Linked DNA regions of Mus musculus: region 2 is linked to region 1. Evidence: chromatin contacts called from public Hi-C data. All regions are on one chromosome and are shown on one strand. Each heading gives the region's core, a stretch centred on a gene start, on an enhancer-like site or on the middle of the called end of the contact. The rest is flanking DNA. Distances are from core to core; before and after follow the strand shown. Region 1 overlaps Xylt1 (xylosyltransferase 1). Region 2 overlaps Xylt1 (xylosyltransferase 1).

Region 1 (6,196 bases), core at 225-2,724:
TTCTAGATAAGAAAATATGTCTATGTTTGTACTTGGAAAAAAACATCACAGTTTGAGTCTACAACATCCGCATTGCCTGACTCACATTTTGACACTTGGTCCTCTACTGGTGCCACTATTTTGGATTATAAAGCCTTCAAGAGGTAGAGCCAACTGGAGGAAGTAGGTTCCTGGGCAGGCTCTGGGCATGGATACAGGCATATTATCCCTGGCTACTTCCTACCATTACCCCCAACCCCTGCATACTTGTCCTCCATGATGGGAACAGCCTTCATCACATGCTCCTGCCTCTCTGATCTGACCCACCCGCTGTAACTGACAGAGCCCTCTGGAACCAAGATACAAAATGAATCTCTCCTCCTTAGTTTGCTTGTCAGGGAGAGTCACAGGGACACAAAGGTGATTAAACAATAGCCACCTAGTTAAGCTTCATAACAATTTTTCCAAAGATGGGCCACTGAGATCCCATTACCCATGCTGAGCTCTGAGGCGGGAAGGGGGGCAGCGGCAAGAGATTGATCCAACCCACACAAGCACAAGGGGCTGGGCGTTGTACCATGGGTTCGACTGTGGCTCTTGATTCCTACGGAGCAGCAAGTATTGCCTGCTCAGACACAAAGGAGGCATAGGAAGCCCAGACGGACACATTCAGCAACCACAGTGAATCAGAAGGTCAGACCTGCTTCCAGAAACACCCACAACCCCTCCAGCTTCTACCACTGCTCAGGCAGAGAAACAGAAGGCCCAGAAGTCTCTTCAAGTCTCTCCTCTAAAGACTCAGGGTCCCTCAAAACTACACTATCTGAGACCCAAGATGGAGACTCACCAACCCTCTGTGGCAACAGCCCAACCCAGTCAGAGCCCAGCTGCCCACACTGTTCCCAGAGCTAAGTCACCCACACAGTTGTCAAGCTCAGGGGCCACAGCCTGGTTCCCCAGACCAGACATGAGAAGATTCCATATCCCTGGGCTGGAGAAGGCAGCCTCGTTCCTACCAACTCCTGTCTCCTTCCCCAGAGAATATGCAGATAGGACTCTCCAAAAATGCTTTTCACAACTCAGTTAGCAGGATCAATTAATTATTCACGGCCCTGCTTCTCTGCAAACTCATAGACTGTCACTGTCAGCAAGAGGGTTTCTGGACTCTGCCCAACAGCCCTGTTCAATCTGCCAGGAGGCCTAGTGTGGGTTCTGCCTTCTTTACAACTTCTGAAGCCCACCTCCCCCTGCCCAGCTCAACACAGGGTTCAGGGACAACTAAGAAGTCCTCAGGGAAGATGTCCTAGGCGTGGTCTGTCCTAGCCCGCTTGACTCACTCAGTTCTGGGGCAGAGTGTCTAACTCCATGAAACCCAAATGAGAAATAAGGCTCAGAACTCCCACCCTTATGCCAGGCTGGGGTTGGGTCCCTCAGTACAGAACCACACGGGCCATGAAAACACCAAGTTCAACAGAAGAGGTGGGTGTCGGGAGGGCTGCCCAGACTCACTGTCCGTCTGCTGAATTCGAAGTCGTTGATGCTTGAGACTTGGCAAAGACCATCAGTTTTTTTCTGTGGGAGAATGCAAGGCTGTCTTCAGAAACATTTCCTCATCCCAGGGAGAAAAAGGCTAGTCCTCAACCCTTGGAAAATAGGGACAGACTCTGACGTGAGACCGTTTGAAAGCACTTGGTGCCAGGGGCTGAGACAACGAATTAACATGACAGGTTTAAAACTTCTCAGCACAGTGCACAGCCTTGCAGAGACACTGAGGCCTCTCTCCTGAAGCCAGAGGCCCCGTCCCCAGTAAGATGAAACTTTGATTTAATACAGTTCTGGAGCAAAAGAAATGCCTGCCTCTCATAAAACTTATTCTAGAACTTAAAAAATCTATTCCCTAAATATGTTCTCCCCTCCCCACCCCCTTATCCCTGGACCATCACTACCTATAATAATAAGCACTTTATAATATGTGACACATGTCTGGGCACGTTGCTCAATAAAATACAACGTCCACTCACTCTGTCTCTCCACAGAACCCCCTGCAGTAGATAGGTCTCATGCACCCAGTTTCCGGATGAAGCAGCTGAGGTCCCGTGCATAACGTCTCTACAGTCACACAGGTGATAAGTGGCAGACCCAGGACTTGAACTTAGGCAGCCCAATTTCAAAGACCTTGTGTTTACCACTACCCACTCCATTGCACTGTGTGCTCCAACTGAGATGAACAGAGACATTGTGGCATGGTATAAAAATTACACGCATGCTTTTTTTTCACTACACACACACACACACACACACACACACACACAGAAGTTCTTCTGAACTCAGGCACAATTCGTCCTCCCCAGACTGAGTCCAGGCCTCTCTGACTTTCCATCCCACCACACAGGCTACTGGCATGCCCAGTGAAGTGTGGGTCTCAGATGGGGTGACAACTCTGACTACAGCCTCAGCCCCTCCCTTGTCCAGTTTTCAGAAACCCAGGGATTATTCTTTGATGGTGGAGACTAAGAAAACAATCTGCTGAGGAGGCTTATGCAGGTTAGATGCTCCATCACAGCCCGAAGGGCACAGGGAAGAATTCAGTCTCCGGGTTCCCTTATATCCAGCCAGTCCCAAAGCCCACGGAGAGAAGCCAGGATCCGTGATGAGCGTGTGAAGAACATGGGTCCCTGAACAGGCTGAGGGGTGATGCAGACCCTTTGCTAACCAGCTGTGTGACTCTGCTGGATTAGTTCCCCTCTCTGTGCATCACTTTCTGCATCTACACACTCACTGTACAACAGCTGTGACAAGACTCACATGACAGGATGTCAGACCATTAACATGGCTTGAGGCCAGCTTAACACTATCATCTCATCTTTCTCTCTCCCTGCATAGTTCTATCCATCTGTCTGTCTATGAAACATCTCATGTAGCCCAGGCGGGCCTCAAACTCACAATGTAGCCAAGAATGAGTTTGACCTTTTCATCCTCCTGCCGCCAGTCCAGATACTAGGATTCCAAGCATGTGCTGCCATGCCAGTGTATGCCTTTCCCAGAGCTCCATTCATGCTAGGCAAGCACTCTACCAACTGAGTCATATACATAGCTCATCGTTATCAGTATCACCTCCCAGCATCAATATCAATGTTCTACACACCAGGTTCTAAGAACTGGGTCTCAAAATGCAATCAGAATATTTAAGAAGCTGATAGGAGACCATGTAGCATGAGTTGACTCTAAAGGATATAAAGGATGTTGGATCTTAGACACACACACACACACACACACACTTTTGATGGCATTGGGGAGGGAACCCAAAGCATTACACATGCTGGGCAAGTAAGTGTTCCACCATGAAGCTACACCATGAGCCCCTAAAAGCAGGGCTGAATAGGTCTTGCCTCATTAAATCTTTGAAGGAAATAAAAGCATTTTTCTGAGCACTACATGTTACTATCGCAGCACTGGGATGCATTGATGGTGTTAAGAGGTCCAAGGCCAACTGTGATGGTCACAGGAACCTAATAAAAGGCTGGGGTCTCTGAGTTTATGCCCAGACAGATGGAGACCTGGAAAGGGAGTCCTTTTTCATACAAAGACCTTGGATCAACCACAACACATGGTGACATGAACCCTAGGAACACTCTCTGTTGGGTACAGGAAGACAGACATATGTGAAGAGGGCATAGCAAATCATGAGGGTCAAGACTGTTCAGAGCCCGAGAAACCAAGAGATCATCCATCTATTACAGGAACAAACAGGCAGCAACCAAACCCAGAGAAGCAGAACAAGGTTTAGCTCCAGAGATCCTGGCCTCTGTATATCCAGTTCACTTTGCCCTGCTCCATCATGGGAAGACAGGATATTGGCATAGCAAGCTCCCACTCATGCAAAAGTCAAACCCAAGATGATGGTACCAGGCTGGGGTGCGTAGAACACCACTATCAAATCTAAATACCCAGAAGAGTTAGGTCTGGTGGCACAGCTTACCATCCTAGCTACTCAGGAGCCTGTCAAGCTGGGATGTGAGCTGCTCCCATTGCCACCGCACGTCATCTGAAAGGAAGGTATACGAGATTTCTTCTTTGATATAGGAGTGATGTAGACAGGATTATTTTTATTGTTTTTTGGGATGGGGCTGATATGACTCAGGTTGGACTCTGTGGTGGTTTGAGTGAGAATGGCTACAGAGAATCATACATTTGAATACTTGGCCTCCAGCTGATGGAACTATTTGGGAAGGATTAGGAAGTGTGGCCTTATTGAAGGAGTGTGTCTTGGGGGTGGGCTTTGAGGTTTCAAAAGACTCCAGGGTGCCCTTTCTGTCTCCTATTTGCACAAGCTCTAAGCTGTTCTGTCAGCCATGCCTTTGTTCTACCATCATGGACTCTAACCCTCTAAAACCATAAACCCAAATTTAAATGCTTTCTTTAATAAGTTGACTTGGTCATAGTGTTTAATTATAGCAACAGAAAGGTAAGCAAGATATCTCCCAACTAGCTATGTATCCAAAACTAAGCTTGAACGTCTCATCCTCTTGTCTCTTCTACTCGAGTACTAGGATCACAGGCATATGCTACCATGTCTGCGTTATGCAGGGCTAGAGATCAAACCCAAGGCTGTATGAGTGTTAGACATTCACTACACCTACTGAGCCAGATCCCCAGCCCTAGAAAGGTCTTCTCAGTTTGCATTTCTATGTGACTGCCTTCTAGAAGCGAATGTCCAACACCTTGTTATTCCATGAATGAGGCCAGAAGATTCCATCTTTTGAAATAGATGAGTTTATTCTGAGATGAAGTTAACCATCAGTTGTATGAGGGTATCTCAGAACATCTAGAGCATGGTCTCTTCTGTGTTGTACTTTGTTTTCTGAAACAAGGTCTTACATAACCCAAGCTAGCCTCAAATTCCATCCATAGCAGAGGTTGACCTTGGCCTCCTTCCTCTCCTGCCTCCACCACCCAGTTGTTAGAATTACAAGCACGCATTACCAAATCCTGCGTAGAAAGTAGGATTGATAAAGAAGAGGCCATAGGGTTAACGAGATAGCTCAGCAGGTAGGTACTTGCCACCAAGCCTGGTAACCTGAGTTCAAATTCGATTCCCGGAATTCAAATTAGAAGTATTGCAATCTCTCTCTCTCACGCGCGCGCACACACACACACACACACACACACACACACACACCCCTTTATAAGGAGTTCTAAGGTTTAATAAACTATAAAGCTGGAGTGGGGGAGCAAAACCACCCAGACTGAAGGGTTAAGCTTTTCATATCTAGGAAATCCATATTCAGGGCCCTAACCCCATGTAAAAAATTACAACTGAAACTGACCAATATTGAGTCATATGTAACAGATTGTGGCTGAAATGGGCTTTCATGTGCACTTCAAGCACAAAAATCCATATTTTATCTCCAACAAAAATAATATCAGCAAGCATATTCTCTTATAACACAGGTGAAGTCCGCTCATTGCAAACAGCAGGACCTGGGGCCAGGCTTCTTAAACAGCCAGGATGTTTTTCTGCTGGGGAGGGCTGGCTGGAAGACAAAGCTGACAGGCCTCTTTAACAAGCCCCAGAAAGAATATGAAGTCATTGTATTTAGCCAGCGCCAAGCAAATCTGAAAGACGATGGATCGAAGGGAATCCTTGTCCCAACCCTGTCAGCAGCTGTGACTGCAGAAGTGGGACAGTAAATAGAAAGTGACTGGGGTTCAGATAGTGAGGCAGATCCTGGGCCGCTAAACACTGCTGACATTGCACAGAAAGCCAGGTCCTCAGATGGAGGCCAGAGCTCTAATGTTCCGCGGCCCACAACATATGCAGTTCCCGAAGGGACACTTCAGCACAGCATTTCAATGTAAAATGACACATGCCACTGCAGGCTAGAGATCTTATGGGGGAGACAAGGCTGTGCTCATCTGCTTCCCAGCAAGAATATCGGAACAGCTAGGGATAAAGGGAAGTCAATCAAAGCAAAAAGTGATGGGGATTGGAAAGAAAGAAAGAAAAAAAAAACAGGCCTAATTCTGCCAGACTTGTTTTGCTGAGTAAAGATAACAGCTTTCTGGACCATATGACTTCAGCATAAGAAATTAAATGATGGCATCGTTTCCCAAAGTAGTTAATGTCAGGTGCTTCCAGCAGCCTAAAAGGAACTGAACAATAACCAACCAATACATCTCAGTTATATGGATTCCCACTCTACAACACTAATTATGG
Region 2 (5,851 bases), core at 3,000-5,499, 150 kb before region 1:
CCCACCATTACCCCAAAATGAAGTTGAGAAAAAGTTACCTCTGGAAAGAGTTACCAGTTCTTACCGGAGCAACCTATGGTGTTGGCGGTCCAGGAGCCTCAGTGAAACAATGCATGCGTGCAGAAGAAGACCTAACTATAAAGTCACCCTCTGACAATCCGTACAATGCAAAAGCTACACTCAAGCCGTTTCCAGGCGTATAATTTGGGAGTGTCAAGTATATTCAGTACTGTACCATCAATTCCTAAAACTACCCATCTAGCAAACCTGAAATCCATACCCATTGAGGGGAAACAAACAAAACCCGAAGCAGCAAACAACAACAAGCAAACAACACTCCTCCTCCCGGGCAGAGCGTGTGTTGTGCTTCCTGTGTCCCCTGAGGACAGGAGCCAGAATAAATCTTTCAGTTGTTGTTTTCAGGCTCTTGTCACATCAACACAAAAGTAACTAACATAGCACCCTTGGGGACTGAGACCTGTGCCTGAGCCACCCATGGTAGGCAGCAAAGAGGTGTTGCCTTTGTGCCTTCAGAATGGCACTAATTGTGTTTATCTTCGGGAGACAGGAGAAAGCAGGCAACTTTCTAAAACCGAGTACGAGGTAGGGAATTGGCTCAGTGGAAAAGGGCAGCGAGCATGAAGGTCTGATTTCAGATCTCCAGAACTCCCGTAAAAAGCCAAGCACCGTTGTGTACAACCCCAGGGTGGAGGGTTGGGCAGAGAGAGAAAGATCGCTTGGCCGTCTAAGCCCAGGCTCAGTGAAAGACTCTGTAAAATAAGGCATAAGGCAGAGAAAGCAGGGCATCCGGTGTCCCCCAACAGGCACACACATAACACACACACACACTCAGACTTGTTCACATGCACACACTCAGATACACCTGTGCGCTCACACCTACACAGCCCACTCACGTGCATACACAAATGCCCATACACTAAATAAACAAAGGGAGACTCTGCCATCCTGCCCGTTGTCTTCCGACTTTGGTGGCGGGAAAGGTCCCCCGAGACAGGCGGTTGGCAACCTTCCAGTCACTCAGGCCTGTTTCTAAGTTGAGGTACATAGCACTCAGAGGTGAGCTATTAATTTGTGCTTTGTGACTCAGCCTCAATCTTGATTTAGGGCAACGGAAACTCTCCTCAAAATTGTGAAGAACAAATTAGTTTACTAATTTTGCCATTAAGAGCTGATCAGTGGGACACAGTTCCCACCGTCCTGTAATCAATCACCATTTTCCATGTTTATCTCCTATTCAATCTTTACTGTAGGGTTCTATACACATCAATTTGTCCCAATGCTCTTCCTACATATGTTTTAAATTACTTTATCATTGTATAAATTTCACAGCCATTAAAAAAGCTCTAATACTGGAGTGGCTGACATGGTGTTAAAAATTGGATTAAATTCCACAGGGTAATAAATTGTGACCTAAATCCAATCTCTCATGGGTGACTGAAGGATACAATGAAAAATTATTGCTTTGTCATGTCACACAAATGCAAATACGCTGAGCGACCAGAAAGTGACAGAGAAATGGGGCAGCCATAAGTCTGTTCCTTATCTAAAGCGACCGGCTAACTTTGAAGACCAGTCAGGGGGTCTCCGGTGGGATCGCCCCCCACCCCCACCCCCACCCTGGCCATCAGCAAGTGAATGGCCTGATGGGGTGAGCCTCTTGCAGCAGCTGGAAGGCACCACAGGCAGAACACTGCACAAGCTTCCGGCTTTTGTAGGTAGCAGAGCACATGACTAAGCCTCTGGCCATAGAACCCCTCGCCACTGAATCCTGACTCTGCCACTTGCTAACTGTGTGACTGTGGCCAGTTGTCTCTCTCCATGTGCCCTAATTTCCTGGATAACAGAGTTGGCAGGAGGAGCCACTGGGTTAACATAACTCACTTGCTAAGTATCATTCCTGGCAATCAGCCATCCCTGGAGCACTGCTAAGTGTGATCACAGGGTTCTGGACCCCTTGTGCATGAAGTTTGTGACCAGAAAGGCTCAGATTTCAGGGGTTTTTATATTTGAATTTTTTTTCCTAAACATAATGAGACAGTTTGTAGATGGGATTCAAGTCTAAACATGAAATTTATGCATAATTATTTACACTGTATGTATAATTTACACATATGCGTGAAGGTAATTTTATATGCTATTTTGAGAGTACCTGTTTTTGAATGCTGTCTCACAATGGGTCAAATTTGGCACGTTCCTCTTGGGAAGTGGGGTTGGTTATGCTCAGAATTAGGCAGACCTGAGCACCATGGCTCACACTGCAAGCTCAGCACTTAGGAAACCGAAACAGAAGAATCACAGGGCTTCAGGCCAGCCAGGGCTACAAAGTAATACCTTGTCTAAAAAAAAACAAAAACAAAAACAAAAAACAAAAACCAAAAAACCAAAAAACCAAAAAACCAAAAAACCAAAAAAACCAAAAAACAAATGTTGTATCTTGGAACATTTCAGATTTTGAATTTTTGGATTCGGTCTGCTCAATTTACGTCTATCTATTTGTTTAAGGACAAGAATTTATGTTGCTCAGACTTGTTTCAAACTCACCATGTATCCAAGGATGGCCATGAACTTCTGTCTTCGTACCTCCACTTCTGGAGTGCTGGAATTATAGGCCTGCTCCACCTTACCTAGTCTATTCAGTGCTAGGGCATGCTAGGTAAAGTATCGTACCCTTTGAGCTACTCCTCAGCCCCCTAGACTGTCTTATTTGAATTGCCATCCTAAGCAAAGCTAAGGCTTTCCCAAAGGTTCTGCTGCAGACCCAGATCTGCCAGCCCTTCCTGAAAGCTTCCAAAACCCAGCAACCACCAATCAAGGAATTGATCCTTATTGGGCCTGCAGGTGCAGGCCTGTTTTCCTGGTTATCAGAGTCTGGTTCTATGTATTTGACAATAGCCGGCTTCTCCTAGAACAGAAACTCTATGAAGGCAGCTATCTCCAACTGCCTTGTTCATGCATCTCATTCAAGCACCGTTACCTGGGATGCGGTACTGCTAAATACACATTAGATTCGTCTAACAATGAACTCAGCCTGCACAAGAATGTAAGCCGTTCCTCCCCAAGAGTGTTAACATTCTTAGCAGGTGCTTCCAAGGAAGAACGAATTTATACCCAACGACCATTTCTCTACCTATCTGCCCTGGAGACACTTCTGTCAGACTCACAGTTCTTCCCTCTACCCTACTTGATGCCAGGTGCATAATAGCCTGCACCTTCACTGCCTGTCTCCCATCCCCACCCTGCACTGTGAGTGTCATGAGATCAGTCATGTTTCTCTCATCCACCACATCTCCCATGTGGCCTCCTGTTTAATGTATGATGGGTGCTTGTTGGGGACTGGACATGGAATATTCTTTTAAAAGGCTCATGTACCAAAAGCTTGATCTACAGTTCTGTCTATGCTCAGAGGTGGAACTTTCTGAAAGTGACTGGCTCAGAAGGGCTCTGCTCTTGTTAATCCATCAACCCATGGATGGATGCATCTTTTGGTGGCGTTGTTAGGAAGTGATGGGAACTAGAAGGCAGCTTATTTTAAAGGGATGGGTCACTAGAGCCATGGCTCTGAAGGGTATATCTGGTCCCCAGACCTTCCCGACTTTGCATTCTTCTTGCCATGAGTGAGCAGCTCTGCTCTACAGCACAATGCCCATCATACCTGTCCTGGTGCTCTGTCCTGTCTTGCCACAGCCACAAAACAAGGAAGCCAAGTGACCAGGGACCACAACCTCTGAAACAGAGCCCAGACACCTTGCCTCCTTTAAGAGGTGTTGTTCTGGCAGTTTTGTCATAGTTAAGAGACACAGTCAACATGGCTGTTCAGTGCATACTTTGACTTAGTGAAACAGGTAACATTGAAGTGTGCTGGGGGAAGAGATCAATGTTCTTGTTCAAGATGAGTTTCCAGGGCATTCTTCGGGTACCCTACCCTCTTCCCTGGGTTGTGAAAAAGCCAGAGGATGTGAGCTAGGGTTTCTTTCATTCCCTTATCTCAAACCGCTCAATAGCAATAGATACTTGATGAACACCGAGCCTAGTGCCAGGTGCTAGAAGAATCAACAATTTTGTTCACATTTATGAAAAAAGAAGCTTGCCAACTGTAAACCCAAATTACCAGTATTCTCAGACTGCCTGTGACATTCCTGGCAAAAGGGTCCCAGATGCTAGTGTCTCCATGGTTACCCCGGGGGAGTGAGAGTTGTTGTGCTATGGGGCGAAGTAGCCAGGCAAGAGGAGACAGGCACCCATGTGCTCCAGGCCAGCAAAGCACCCTGCCTGCTCTGCCTCCCAGCCATGCAGGAGCTTTATCCGGTTCCAAAATCCCCTTCCGGCCGTGAACAAAAGGGAAGCCGATTAGTCAGGCTCTCTCTAGGCAGAGCTGCTCCAAGCTGCAGCTCATAAGCGCAGAGTGAGACGCCTGCTCCCAATCCGCTGGTCTACAGAGGTCATTGCGAGCGCACAAGCAAAACCCCCGGCTAGCCATGATCCTCTTGTTTAAAAATACACTTGGCTTGAGGAGTGCTTATTCATAAGGGAAGTTTCTAGAAGATGTGTCTGACCACAACCAGGAAAGGCCTCCTGCGTGTCCTGTCAGGGATGCTTTCCTCTTCCTGCGAAAGCTCTTCAGCTTGGTTTTCAGACACATCACTTAGGGACCAACACATTCGAGAGACAAGTTTTAAAGGAGAGTTACCGCTCCAGAAGGGGCAGCAGCTGGACATCTCTGGGGCAAGGAGGAGGTGGCAGAGGCGGGAGGGAGGCAGAAGGGTCACTTTTGATGTTAGCTTTCTAGAAAGCCAGCTGCCTTTCTTCTCAGTTTTAACAGCCAAGTGCCTTAGAAAAATCTCAGTAGAACTGTCCTGGGGCGGGGGGGGGCACGGAGATTTGGGGGGCTGTTGGCTATAGCTCCCTGAGACACACATATGCTGATGTATCCTATAGCCAACTTGATTGGACTGAGAGGCACCTAGGAGACAAGGGAAGTAGTTTCTGGGCGTGTCTTTGGTGGCATTTCCAGGTGGGATTAGCTTAGAGGGGAAAGCAAGCCCCCCACTGTGGGAGTTGCCATCCTATAGGCTTCAGACCAAGATGGACTAAAGAAAAGAAGAAGGTTTCCCCCTTAGCTCAGACTTTGCCTCTGCTTCCTGGCCTCTGTGCCATGAGCTCTTGTGCTTTGGCAGGCCCCCTCTACCACAAGGGGCTGAGACTGAGTCTCCAGAGGATTTGGGAATGAGGTAAAGGCAGGGGTGTGGCTTCAGCCCTAGACTTTCATGATCTCGATTTAAAAACGACCTTTCTTCTTTGTTTCCAGTTCAAGATGCCCTTGCCTGTTACACTTGTGGAGTTATAGTCCGTAAAACACAGGAAGGATCAGTCAGGGTGACTTGGGACTCCTAAGGTGGAGAGACCAAAGGGTGGACAGGAATTCCATGCAACTCTGTGAGTGTTGTGTATGAGCACATGTGTGTGTGTGTGCGCGCGCGCGCATATGTATGGGTGTGTATGTGTGCATACATGCATATGAGAATTCACATACAATTTCATGTGTGTGGGTATGTCTGTATGAGCATGTATGTGTATGTGTGTTTGCATGCATGTGTATATGCATTTTTGTGTATAAACATGTATGTGTGCATGCACATGTGTACTTGCATGAGTGTGTGTGTCTGCGCGCGTGCACGCATGTGTGTGTGTGTGTGTGTGTGCGCATCAGCTTTGTGGCTGCAGTGAGTGTCCTATCTTTGGGAGGAAGGGTTTGCTGGGGATCTGGAGACAACTTCTTCTGAGGTCATACTCAAGGACAGGTCTTTCCACAAAACCCTTAAGAATCTCTCTC

Evidence for each region. A called contact is a pair of places that touch in the nucleus more often than the background predicts.
Region 2: a Hi-C map of stem cell-derived neural stem cells shows a contact between it and region 1, with 1.6 times the contacts expected there. The contact joins two enhancer-like sites. A contact is called at or near these places in 8 of 484 Hi-C or Micro-C datasets (astrocytes, bone marrow-derived macrophages, brain and 5 more) and 4 of 115 datasets of contacts at active chromatin or transcription factors (acute myeloid leukemia, bone marrow-derived dendritic cells, embryonic stem cells and 1 more).

The regions. Positions count from the first base shown.
Region 1 is chr7:117,396,764-117,402,959 of GRCm38.p6, reverse strand. The region is part of intron 1 of Xylt1 (xylosyltransferase 1); the gene reads right to left. Among named protein-coding and RNA genes, the nearest start is that of Xylt1, 19 kb to the right of the region's middle. Within about 2 kb of position 1,474, at least 24 of the 459 cell types and tissues checked have an H3K27ac peak or open chromatin away from gene starts, as enhancers often do. A contact at or near this core is called in stem cell-derived neural stem cells, where this site is marked.
Region 2 is chr7:117,551,904-117,557,754 of GRCm38.p6, reverse strand. The region is part of intron 3 of Xylt1 (xylosyltransferase 1); the gene reads right to left. Among named protein-coding and RNA genes, the nearest start is that of Xylt1, 170 kb to the right of the region's middle. Within about 2 kb of position 4,249, at least 29 of the 459 cell types and tissues checked have an H3K27ac peak or open chromatin away from gene starts, as enhancers often do. A contact at or near this core is called in stem cell-derived neural stem cells, where this site is marked.